2 separate regions of the Capsicum annuum genome follow, and region 2 is linked to region 1. The links are chromatin contacts, called in public Hi-C maps. All regions are on one chromosome and are shown on one strand. Each heading gives the region's core, a stretch centred on a gene start, on an enhancer-like site or on the middle of the called end of the contact. The rest is flanking DNA. Distances are from core to core; before and after follow the strand shown. Region 1 holds the start of LOC107867740 (scarecrow-like protein 1). Region 2 has its middle 15 kb from the start of LOC107867736.

Region 1 (7,071 bases), core at 2,583-5,082:
TGATTATCCTAATTGAAGTGGCTGCATGATCAATATTTGATTGAAGATTGATACAAAATTTTTTATCAAAATGATGTTGAATGAGGGACAAATTCAATAAATGAATTTGTTAGATTTTTCATGACCAAAATGGTGAAAATACATGGACAATGGAGCACTTTCAGTATGTAACTTTTACATTTAAAAACAAACGGTGTGTTATATATATTTACACTGAATGTGCTATATTAGTCATGAGCTTTCAGTGAATCTTTTACATTTTGAAAAAAAAAACTTATTTATTTCAATGTACTTTCAATATTAATTTTACTATTCAAAAATTTGAAAAAGTTGCAATTCTCTAAGCTGATGGGACAATAGGAGATAATTTTTGTAATTTAAACTTAAAAAATAAAATTAATATTTATAATTTAATTTAAAAGTTACAAACTAAAGTCAAGATTATATAGCAACTAATTATTTTATTTTTTAAAAAAATGGTACCACAATAACAACTTCACAATAATCTCACAAGTTTGGATTTTGTTTGTAAAGATAGAAAACTATTTTCGATAAAAATTAAGTGCATAACAACAACAATATATCCAGTATACTCCCACCAAGTGGGGTGTGAGAAGGGTAAGTGTATGCAGTCCATACCACTACCTCAAATATGAGATAGAGAGATTGTTTTTGATAGACCCCCGACTCAAAACAAAGCAATCTAAGATAAGATAAGGAATAGTAATAAAACAAGAGACAATAGCAATTGACATATTCAATAATACCCAAAGCAAGATACTTTAAGTATACACCAAAATATACAACATACTATCTAAGACTAACCCTCTACTCTAATTCGCCTCCTCCACAACTTTCTATCTAGGGTCATGTCCTCAGTAAGCTAAAGTTATTCCATGTCATTTCTAATCACCTCCCTCCAATATTTCTTCGATCTACCTCTACCTCGCTTGAAATCATCCCTAGCCAACCTCTTACACCTCTGCACTAAGGCATCCGTGCTCCTCCGCATACATAATCAAACCATCTCAACCTCGCTTTCCTCATCTTGGCTTCCTCCAAAGTCACTCCCACCTTATCTCAAATAACTTCATTTCTAATCCAATCTTTTCTAGTACATCCACACATCCACCGCAGTATTCTCATCTTCGTCATCTTCATCTTTTGGATGTAGGCCTTTTTAACAGGCCAACACTCTACCCTATACAACAAAGTAGGTCTAACTATCACTATGTAGAACTTTCCTTGTAAGGTTGGGAGGTTTATTTTTGTCACACAAGATACCGGAGCCGAGCCTCTATTTCATATACCCTACATCGATCTGATGAGTGACATCTTCGTCAATCTCTTCATTCTCCTGAATTATCGACCCCAGGTATTTAAAACTCTCTCTCTTACTGATAGAATGAGTGTCAAGATTAACAACCACATCGGACTCATGAGACACCTCGCTGAACTGACACTCCAAATATTCCGTCTTGGACCTACTCAACCTAAACCCTTTTGACTCAAGGGTTTGCTTCCAAACCTCCAACTTAGCATTTACTCCACTACGAGTTTCATCAATCAGGACTACATCATCTGCAAAAAAAATATAATAAGGCACCTCATCCTGAATGTGTCGTGTCAAAACTTCCATCACCAAGGCAAAAAGAAACGGAGTATGCATCAATCCTTAATGTAACCCCATCAAGACAGAAAAGTGCTTCGAGTCCTTCCCCCTTCCTAACCCGAGTCTTGACTCTGTCGTACATATCCTTAATCGCCCTAACATAGACTATAGGTACACCTTGATAAAAATTAAGTAATTGTCAAAAAAAAACATACTAAAACAATTAAGAATATATAAAAAAAAAAAAGTAACAACAAAATGCTGAAGCAAAAGCAATATTGAATCATCATACTTAAAAGGGCAAAGGTACAAATATACCCTCGAACTTTGATAAATGGTACAAATATACCCTCCGTCATACTTTGGGTATAAATATACCCTTACCGTTAATGAAAAGGTGCAAATATAACCCATATCACTAACGGGGGGACACGTGTCACAATCGTGTTCCTTCATTAGTGATAAGGGTATATTTGTACCATTTATCAAAGTTCGAAGGTATATTTATACCTTTTCCATTTGTATAATTTACTTTCTCTATTCCATATTAGTTGATCATTTTATTAAAATAATTATTTTATATTAATTGTCCATTATACTAAATCAAAAAAGCATTGATTAAATTTAAATTATATTATCCTTGTAGTTAATTCATTCTGAAAGTCTTCACATTTGTTTATAAAGTTTTCAAGAAATTTTTTATGGTGTGAATTCGTAAAAGAAAAACTTACCAAAATAAACTATATTTAAAAAGTTTTACCATTTATAGTTATATAATTTTAATATATGCATAATCTTACTATCTAATAAGAGGGAAAGGCCACGGAAGCAGGCAACTCTCCGTCAGCAAGCCTGCTACTCCTACCTGCTTCATCAGCTACTTGCTCCATGATTTTATTATATCATCTCTAATTAATTATTATAATTCATTTATTATTAAAAAATTAATAATATTTAATAAAAAATAAATCTTATATTTTTATTTTTTTAATAAATAAATAAATATATATATATATATATAATTTTACAAAGATTAATTAATTTGGTAAATTAATAATAGTAATAACTAACTATTCTTTGATGACAATATTTTCACTTCAAACATGAGTCTGTTTTTGTAAAAATGGGACGAATAGAGTAATCTTGTAGATTAAACCACACAAAGATTACTCAATTCGATCCATTAATATAATTAAACCACACAAAGATTACTCAATTCGGTCCATTAATTTATCATGTTTATTTTTTCATGCCCTTACAAGAGTACTCTATTCGTCCCATTTTACAAAAACAGACTCATGTTTGAAGTGAAAATATTGTCATCAAAGAATAGTTAGTTATTACTATTATTAATTTATCGAATTCATTAATCTTTGTAAAATTATATATATATATATATATATATATATATTAAAAAATAAAAATATATAATTAATTTTTTATTAAATATTATTAATTTTTAATACATAAATAACTTATAATAATTAACTAGAGATGATACAGTAAAATCATGGAGCAAGTAGCTGATGAAGCAGGCAGGAGTAGCAGACTTGCTGACGGAGAGTTGCCTGTTTCCGTGGCCTTTTCCTCTTATTAGATAGTAAGATTATGCATATATTAAAATTATACACTATAAATGATAAAAGTTTTTAAATATAGTATATTTTGGTAAGTTTTCTTTTACAAATTCACACCATAAAAAATTTCTTGAAAACTTTATAAACAAATGTGAAGACTTTCCAAATGAATTAACTACAAGGATAATATAATTAAAATTTAATCAATGCTTTTTTTATTTAGTATAATGGATAATTAATATAAAATAATTATTTTTAATAAAATGATCAACTAATATGAAACGGAGAAAGTAAATTATAAAAATAGAAAAGGTACAAATATACCCTCAAACTTTGATAAATGATATAAATATACCCTTATCACTAATGGAGGAACACGATTGTGATGTGTGTCCCACCATTAGTGATAAAGGTATATTTATAACCTTTCATTAACGATAAAAATATATTTATATAAAAAATATAACGAAGATTTATATACAAAGTATAACAAAGGGTATATTTATAGCTTTGCCCTACTTAAAAAAAGAAAAAAAAAAACTTAAACAATTGACTGTGTCTTGAATTCATGACATGCACTCCAACGTCACCAACCACAACTAAAGAAATATACCCAAAAAAAAGAATTAAAAAAAATCATCTTGGTACACGCGTTATATGAAACATATCCATGCTTATCTCACATGTAACGATGAAACATACTCCAATAGATTATGTTTCAATGGTGAAGATTGTTTTGTCGTGTGGGGACTAACTGAACAAAATGGCATGGATCACACTGTTTTACCCTTTTTGTAATTTAACACAATCTTGTGCTACTGTGTCAAACAACTTGTTCTTGTAGACTCAGACAACTTGCTTGGTATATAGTTATATACCATAATACATACTTGCAATTGCAATACTAAGACAAAATAATATTATGAACTACAAAAAGTAAAAGGGTTTGAATTTCTTGGCTTTTTAGGAAGCTTCTTTGCAACTATATAAAATATTATTCAAAGGGAGTAAGTGTTCTCATTCCTTTTTCTTGAATTCCGTAAGATTGATTAGTTTCATTTCTCTTAAAAGTCTTGAAAGGTTGAAATTTTGGCACACACAGACTAAGTTTTTGTTTGGGGTGTTTATCTTAATTTTGGTTAGTTTGAAAGTTTCTTGTATCTTATTGCTTGATTTGTACCTACTGAAGATATTTTTTTTGGTAATATGTCTGTTTACTTGTTCTTCTATTTAATTTTATCTACCTTAGTCAAAGCCTTAAAGGACTTGCTTTTCTTCTAAGCTAATATTGAAATTCATGTTTTATGTGTTCACATATGAATTTTGCAGATTGTTGTGGTTGATTTTTCTATCTCATCTTAAGATCTTCCCTTTCTGAGTTCAACTAGACAGGTATATTTGTCTTTGCTTCTCTGACTTACTCTTCTTGTTTTCTATGTTTTCTGGTTTTTTGCTTTGTTTTTTGGTTCTGAATTTGGTGGCTGGCTCTTGATATTTTCTTGACATAGTAGGTTGTTTTTAAAGGGTAGTTCTTTATCTGTTTACAAACTTATGTAGCACAATTTGTGTATGGATCATGTTGTTGTCCTTGTAGATCTTCAGAAGTTACAGAGTTCACAGCTCTCCAGTATGATTTTTTGATTACCATGTTTATATGCCTAAGAGGAGGATAGATCTGTAGAAATCAAAGGATTTTGGAGTGTTTGCTTAATTCTTGCTGAGGTTTATGTTCTCTTTTGTATTTTGTTGAATCGAATCCGAGGGTCTTTCGGAAGCAGTCTCTCTACCTCCAGAGATAGGAGTAAGGTCTGTGTACGGTATACACTCCCCAGACCCCACTTAAGGGATTACACTAAATTTTTTGTTGTTGTTGGTATTTTGTTGAATCTCTAATGGGCTAAATCCCTTCTTGGTTCAAACTTTTTAATACCTTGTCTCAAAAGAAAGAACTGGTTATGGTAAATATCTTCTTCAATTTTCTCTTTGTTCTATGAACAACGGCATGTAATTCTGACGTTGTCCTTCAAGTGCTGAAGAAGCATGAGTAATGAACTAAGAAAAACTTCTAACTTCACAAAAGTAAGTCCTGGTTTTGCAGGAGTTGTGCACAAAGTATACTCCATTTAGCGTACGAGTTGATAATGTTGGTTGCAAGATGACTTGCTACCAATTATGAGTAGCTTTTTAATTCCATTTGTCTCATAGATGTGGTTCCTTAAACTTAAAAGCTCTAACTATTTTGAATAGTTATAAAGAGGGGAGTACATTTTCTTTCACTAAAATGATTTTATGCTGCTGAATCGTCTTCTACCTGCTCTATTCTATCTCAAATGTTGAACATTTGTCCCCTGACTTGATGTCCAGTGCATGAGGATCTTATTAATCAACAATGCATATATCTTCTTTTCTTTCACTTCCTAACTTTGTTCAGATTCTCCCGTAGTTGTATTTTAATATTGTCTTCTTTTACACTACTGGTTTATTTTGTCTAATCGACTGTGTGTATTTGATGTTTCAGAAGCAGAGAGAATATCTCCCAAATACGACATTCAGTTACAGGGATCCCGCACCAGATTCTAATTGAATTGAGTAACATTTTTTGTAAGGGAAAACTTCAAGCAGCTTTGTTTTGAGGGATAACAAGTGAACCATGTCTTTAGTTAGATCTGTAAGATCAATTGGAAATGGGAAGCTCTATTTCCCAAATGGTCACAACGATAACTCTAGCTTGTCAACATCCATTTACACCAAAAATGCACGTGGGATTATGTATGCAACAGAGTCTAGCAGCACAGACAGTTATGATCCTAAGTATTTGCTCGACTCTCCTTCGCCTTCAGAAGAACTTCTAAACATATCACCTACAGATGCCTTGGGGAATCCATTCCACCAGAGACATTCATCTTCTTTCCAGCCATCAAGAGATTACAATCAGGGTAGCTGTGATTCAGGAGACTTTGTCAATCAAAGTCCAGATTCATCAGAATATAATGATGGAAGGGTCGCAATGAAGCTGCAAGAACTTGAAAGGGTACTTTTTGATGATAACGAAATTGAAGGAGATGATGTATGTGCTCATGGGGAGACTATGGACATAGATGATGAATGGTTTAGCCAGATCCGAACTGTGTTACTTCAGGACTCTCCCAAGGAGTCTACATCCGCAGATTCTAATATCAGTAGCAGTAGTAGCTATAAGGAAATATCTGTAACTGCTCCTCAAACTCCAAAGCAGATGCTTTTTAGTTGTGCTGCTGCTATTCAAGATGGAAACATTGAACAAGCGTCATCTGTGATTAATGAACTGAGGCAGATGGTCTCCATCCAAGGAGATCCTCTTGAAAGAACTGCAGCTTACATGGTAGAAGCTCTTGCAGCCCGAATGGCTACATCTGGGAGAGGTCTTTATAAAGCTCTAAAATGCAAAGAAGCCACCTCTTCTGAGAGACTCTCTGCTATGCAAGTCCTCTTTGAAGTATGTCCGTACTTTAGGTTTGGTTTTATGGCAGCAAATGGTGCACTCCTAGAGGCTTTTAAAGATGAGAAAAGAGTTCACATTATAGATTTTGACATTAACCAAGGAAGTCAATATTACACTTTTTTGCAGACATTGGGTAGTATGCCTGGTAAGCCACCCCATTTGAGGCTAACTGGGGTAGATGACCCTGAATCTATCCAACGTGCTGTTGGAAGCCTTAATGTCATTGGTCTGAGGCTCGCAGAGCTGGCTAAAGATCTTAAGATCCCTTTTGAATTCCAAGCAGTGCCTTCAAACACTGCATTAGTCACCCCCACAATGTTAAAGTGTCGTCCTGGTGAAGCTGTTTTAGTGAACTTTGCATTCCAGCTTCATCACATGCCTGATGAAAGTGTATCAACGGT
Region 2 (7,071 bases), core at 2,721-5,220, 350 kb after region 1:
TTTGTGTCAACAGTGGTTAATCTGCTATGACAGATCGATCATATGTTGCACCTGGCGGTTATTAATAAAAAGGGTTATTATTGTTATTGAAAGGATGAAAAAACATGATTTTTCGATTATTCATTATGAAAAATATTTCGTAAATAAATAATAAGTAAATAAATGATAAACACAATTTATAACCGTAAAAGAATAATTATTTAATTTTAATAACTGATCGTGACTTTTCACTATTTTTATTTTTGAATTTATTTTTTAAAATTATTTATTATATAATAAAATGGTTATTATTTTAGTAAGAAATTTGAAAAGGGGTTTTTTGTTATTTATAAAATAAAAAAGTAAGAAAATTTGGATTAATGATATGATGATAGAGTAAGAAAATTTGGATTAATGATATGATGATAGTTTTTTAAAAAAAAAAGTAGATTATATGTTGCAACAAATATATTATCTGATGCAACAGGTTCACTATTGTTGTAACAGATGATATATCTGTTGTCACAGATGATTTATCTGATGCAACCGATATCGAATCTGTCGTCCCAACTCAACAGTTCTTGGAATGAACTAATTAATAATAATAATCTGAAAAGTCATGACTTATCACAATATTTCTTAATTTAATTAAGTCATTACTTTTCACATTAATCAAAAATATAATTAATAAATGGAGGTGAACAGTTAGATTATATATTGCAACAAATAGGTTATCTGATGCAACTTATTTTATAGTTGTTGCAACAGATAATATATCTGTTGTCACAGATGTGTTATCTGATGCAACAGATATAGAATCTGTTGTCACAACTCAATAAAAACGGTTCTTCGAAATAACTAATTAATAATAATAATCTGAAAAATCATGACTTATATCACAATATTTATTTTCTTAATTTAATCAAAATGTAATTAATGAATGGAGGTGAATAGTCGCGCCTTCTTGCCTCTCATTCAAATTCAATCCTCTATAAATAGGTCCTTTCTTACTCGATCGTTCATTCAACTACACTCTATTTATTCATTGCATGTCGTTTTACACTCTAGAAGATTATGGCTGACCCAGAGTGGGACGTTGCTTTTCTACAAGACACCGTGAATGAACTTCAAAATCAAGTTCGTGACCTGCAATGGGAACTGGGAGGAGTTAGAGCAAGAATGCTCCGCGAGATACACAGGCTGAGGAGGGTCTTGCTACTTCAAGTTGAAGATTGGCCGGGTGGCAATGATGATGATGATGATGATGATGATGATGATGATAATAATAATAATAATAATAATAATAATAATAATTAGATTATTATTTTTCTTTTAGTCTATTATATGAATTTTTATTTTTTTTAGTTTAATAAAAAAAATATGTTTGATCTTTGATGTTTTAAGCCCTATTTAATTTTCATTTTGTCTATTATCTTCTCAACAAACATGTCGACGATTCGACGTAAAAAGAAATAATTTAAAATCTAGTAGCAATAGCAAGATTTATCTGTTGGGTTTGTGTTTGTGGCAGGGGCTGATGTGTTGTTCAAAACAGATTACTCATGCTGCAACAGATAAGAAGTCTGATGCAACAGATAAATAGTTTGTTTCAACAGATGACTATTTTGTTGCTTGGCTCTGACGTTCTAATTCGTACTTCCTCCGTCTCAAATTACCCATCCCAAATTGAGATGCCACATTGATTAAGAAAAATAATTAATAACATGTCTAGTTTACCATAACCCACTGATCGATTGGTGGGACAGTAGACGTATTTGAAATAACCATTGTTTGCTATTCAATCAAAATTTCATAAGAGAAGAAAGCTTTTAACGTCGGTCGGCATATAGTCCCCTTATTAAATGATGTTTTCATTTTAATTTGAAGAAAAAATGATTAATGCAAAGGGTAAAACATGAATTTTTTTTAATCTTTTCTTGATTAATGAAAAAGACAAGTAAAATGAGAAATCGAATTAGAAAATTTGGGACGGATAATTGGACGTAAGGAATAATTTTGAATCCAGTAGCAATAGCAAGAGTTGAAACATATTGGTTATCTGTTGGGTTTGTGGCAAGGGCTGATTGGTGTTGTTCCAAACAGATTAATCATTCGTTGCAACAGATAATTAGTCTGGTGCAACCGATAAACATCCTGATACAACAGATAATACATCTGATGCAATAGATAATACGTCTGTCTGATGCAACAGATAAATCTTCTGATACAACAGATAAATAGTCTGATGCAACAGATAAATCTTCTGATGCAACAGATAAATCATCTGATGCACCAGATGATTGATCTTTTTAAATTGTGGGCACTTATGCTGGATTCATGATCAGGATTCTATCCATTGTTGGAAAAACAGAAGTGTACCCAGATGACAAATACGAATAAAAATCATAATTTTACTTATCAAAGTCACCTATGAAGTAATGCCAAAGTGGAAAGTGGTGTAGTAAACAAAATTTAACCTAAGAAATTGGTCAGATCACAGCAGTAGCGATGTACCAACAACAACAACAATAAATGATCGACAAGAAGAAGATGAAGATGATAATGAAGTAGAAGATGATGATAATGAAGCAAAAGATGATGAATAAAGCAGCAGAAATAATGAACAACAAAAATCGCTAAGAAAGAGAAAACAACAATGGATGAGAAGAGAGACAAAGGTGCCTTTTTATTCCTCCGTTTTCCGTTATTTTAGGTAAACATTGTAATCAAAGTGTAAATTTAAAAACTTGTAGGTTATTTTCAAATTTTTTCAACTTTCTTAATCCATAATAAAGTAATTGTCACCTCCAACTAATAATTAAGACTTGTGTCACCTACACCTCATTTTAAAATTCTTTTGTCACTTGTGGCCCAAACCCCCAGGAAACTTGGAGTCACAAAGAGGTACAACTCAAAAATTATAACATTTCTTCTTCTTCCTTTTTTAAAGAAAAAAATGAAAAGGTCTCTAGTGGTTGTTTATGAAAAATTAACGAAAAATAAAATGGAAGGAAAAATTACATGACCGTCAAGAATAAGGAAGAAAAACAGTAATATAAAATTATTTGATGGTATATAAAGTTGGTCAATTAAACTGAACTGAACGGAGGAGGAAAAAAGAAGAGTTCTTTCCTTCTAACCCTATCAAATCAGACACTGTATATTTGGGGATGGTTAAGACTTTCAAATTAAAACATGGGCATTTGCCATTAAGAGAGAGTAGTAAATCATCGATTGAAGAGTCAGGATGGTCAACTTTTATTAATTATTAATCGGACTTTAGAAATTCCTAACAATAATCTAGTATAAAAAAAAAAATAAGGCCCCCAAAGAGGCAAAAGCTGCTAGTTGAATCGACTAACAAATAATAGGCCAAAGATATGGGTTCATTCGACTAATGGTCCTACTGTCAAGAGACGATGACAACGCAAGGACATGCCATCTTAAAAAATCTTTGAGCTGGAGCAAAGTAACTTTAATTTGTATTAGAACCCAATAAACATTTGTTTCTTTTTCAGTATGGGAGAAAATTATTTCGAAGGTACCTTGTTAAATATTCATTTTTTCCATTCACCCTACTCATAAAAATCTAACAATCTCGAGACTCTAATGAAAGAGGGGGGGGGGGGATTATATATATAATATTAGATTATTTATTATAAGTCATAGCAATATTTCTTAGATTGTAATACATAGCAAATATTTTTTTAATAAAGAAGATCAACACAGTAAAAAAAAATTATATTTTATTTATTAAAAAACATTCCTTAAAAAAAGAGGTTAATTAACAAAAAGATTTCACACCCCGTTTTTTTTTTCTGATTTTCAAATTCAAGTCTCATCTTTTTCTTTATAGCATATTCTTCTTCTTCTTCTTTCTTCAAAAAAATAAGATCTCATATGCAGATTGAGACATAAAATTATCCAAAAAATTTTATCTTTAAAGGTGAAAAAAATACTATTAAATACAGATTACGAATCATAATTGCAACGAAAGTTATTAAAACAAACGAAGAATAATACTATCTTTGCAATATGGAAGGTGAACGACATGGAAGAAGATGGAGAAAAAAATTCAACTATATTTTCTCTATATGAATTCAATATGTTTATTATTTTTTTGGTTATGGTAAATTCATAATCAGTTTGTTTGGAAGAAAAATAATTTAACTGTGTATGAAATGTGTGTACAAATTGATAACTATGAATTATGATACTTCAATTTATGTGATATCATTTCGTAAATACATTTCATGCACCATGTGCTTACTTTTTGAATCAAGATATCATCTCATTTATCTTTGATGTTGAATCAAGATTGAATGATGCTACCATCTTAATTTCATACTTAAAAAAGATAAATCTTATTGCTTTCAAGATATATATATATATATATATATATTCATGGATGAAAGCATGAAAATCACGTAAGCTATGTATAAAAAACTATTTTTAATAAAGGAATAAGTATGAAAGAAAATGGAGAAACAAGAAAGAGAAAGAATCTTGAATTTGTATGACAAATTAGGAAAAAGTAAAGGGAAAAAAGAGATGAAGATTATAAAAAAATGTGTATTTAGGGAGAAATATTGAGAATTAATATCAGCAAAGAGTTATTTAAGGAAAAGAAAAAAAATAATTAGGAGACATATTAATAAATATCTATGATTTTTGTAAGAAAAATATTTTTAATAATATTTTATCAAAACTACGACTACTTGTGATCAATATTTTTAAAGACGGGAGTGTAAAATGAGGATTTTTACCTGACGGGGTTGAGGAGAAAGCCCCGAGGCAATGAAGCATAAGCCTCGTGGATTCTTTACTTTTTAATATTTTATATATTAATATAATTAAAAATAAAGATTTTTAAAAAATATAAATCACCAAAAAAAAAAAAAAACATCAAAATTATTAAAAAAAAAAAAAAAAATAAAAGATATATCTAAAACTACTTAAGGGTTACAAAAATTAATTAAAACCACACAATCCAATTAATATCGAAGTGAATCTTCATATAATAATAATAAAAAAATCATAATATATCCTCAAAAACACCACTTATCTATAACAAAAAAAAAAAAAACATAACTCTAAATTCCCGACCACAAGATTATAGGATATGAACAATGGACCATGCAAATAATGAATTGAGAAATTAAAAAAATTTTGAACCAAAAGTTTGAAAAAACTACTGAATCAGAGATCACCCACTTTCTCATTACTTTATTATTTATCACTTATTGTATTTTAGAAGAAGCACAAAATAATAAAAATAAAAATTTAAAATACAAAATTATGAGTCACAAATGAAAATTAGAAAATAAGGAACTTGAATAATGAGAAAGGAAGAAGAAAGTGTTTACCTTCTTGTATTTAATATCTAGCGTGATAGCGTAAAGTTACAGAGTACAGATAAAGATATTAAAAAAGAATTGTTCGGAGAACAAAAGATTTTTGTTTGAAATATTTTAATAAAAAGAGTTGGGCAAAATATTAAATACTTTAAAGTTTGACATTTTAGTTTTTCTTTTTAACTTTTGATTAAGAATTTTAATTTATAAAAATTTTAAGGCTTACGTCCAAGAATAAAGGTGTGGTCCACACTTAGACATTCGCCTCAAATTACACGATATTCGTCTTTCAAGACTTTCGCCTCCCCACAGTGGCTCGATGCATTTTTATCTTTGCCTCGCCACGAGACAAGCCCCAAATTTTGCCTCAGACCGCCTTTTAAAACACTGCTTGTGATTAAAAATTGAATTTTATAATTATGAAAGAGTACACCTACAACCTGCAATAAATATTCTTAAAAGTACTCCCTCCATCCCATTTTACTCGCCTCAAATATTCTAATTTGATTTCTCATTTTTCTTGTCATTTTTCATTAATCAAGACAAGACAATTTCTTTTTTCCTTTTTTACTCTTAGTATTAATTATTTTTTTTCAAATTAAAATGTAAACATCATTTAATAGGGATACTATAGTAAAATAATCATGTTATTAATTATTTTTTAATCAATGTGCAATGTCAAATTAGGACGAATAAAATGAAACGGATACTCATGGAACGGAGGGAGTACTTAAGATAATTTATGCATGTAGTTTTTGGTAGACAAAGGTCCAACTTCTTTTGAGAAAAGTGGGCCCTGGTTATGTTAAAATTGTGTCTTTAAATATTTATGGACAACTTAATTATTACTATATAATAAAACAAATAGATGTTCATCCTTTTGAAAAGTACGGTCAAGTAACCATCTCATTCAAACACTTATAAATCTCTCACCTATTTCTTTCTTTTTTCTGTTGGTTGCGTTAACAGTATTAATCATCAGATTAAACTTTGCGTTAGCAGTATTATCATCAGATTACAGTTTAGCTTCATCTGAAAGTGAGTTTAATATTGCTTATGGAAAAAGATAAAATCTTTCTATGAAAAGTTCAATAAGGTCAAGAAGCATGTGTTCGGTTCGGCATGTATAATTATGTTTCGGACATTGTTGCACAAGTTACCCGTCCACAAGAAATACTTTGGAGAATATATGAGCTCTTGCCTAAAAAGGTAATAGAAGTCTGGCTAGATACATCACAAGAGAATTTGATGTTTTAGAAGCGAGTTTTCTGGACTTGATAAGATTACTATGAATGTTTGTGTCACGATCCAAAAATTCAAAAGCCAATTTGGACCTGGACGCCACACACCAAAAAGAACAAGATTCTCACTGCGACCAATTATGACAATCGACAAGTGTCCATAACTCATACAACTTACTCTTTTGAAATGTTGTGTTGCTCACTCGCGTATCAACAAAACTTGCGTAAAACCCTTCCTATATAAATTTGTAAACCAGTTATGTAGTGCTTATGATATCGCATTGACAGTTCAACGCACAAAACACTCTGTATTATAGCTTAGAAGCCATATTTAAATAGTTTAAATGAAGATAACTTAAACAACTGACTATATAAAGTGATGACGAACCGACTGTCGTTATGATACTGTCATCAATGATGATAATTATAAATGACGGCTTTAACTGACTTAAAGTGATTGGTCATGGTAATGATGGGCGGTTGCAAACTGATGGAAA

The links. Hi-C and Micro-C count contacts between places; a contact is called where the count stands out from the background.
Region 2: a contact with region 1 is called in a Hi-C map of leaf, with 3 times the contacts expected there. The contact joins the enhancer-like site here to the promoter of LOC107867740 in region 1. A contact is called at or near these places in 2 of 5 Hi-C or Micro-C datasets (leaf and placenta).

The regions. Positions count from the first base shown.
Region 1 is chr4:171,477,808-171,484,878 of UCD10Xv1.1, forward strand. LOC107867740 (scarecrow-like protein 1) reads left to right here and starts at 3,833. Exons shown (of 3, transcript XM_016714121.2): 1 at 3,833-4,196; 2 at 4,519-4,581; 3 at 5,708-7,071. The coding sequence starts at 5,840.
Region 2 is chr4:171,825,166-171,832,236 of UCD10Xv1.1, forward strand. No RefSeq gene overlaps it. Among protein-coding and RNA genes, the nearest start is that of LOC107867736, 15 kb to the right of the region's middle. Within about 2 kb of position 3,971, at least 2 of the 5 cell types and tissues checked have an H3K27ac peak or open chromatin away from gene starts, as enhancers often do. A contact at or near this core is called in leaf, where this site is marked.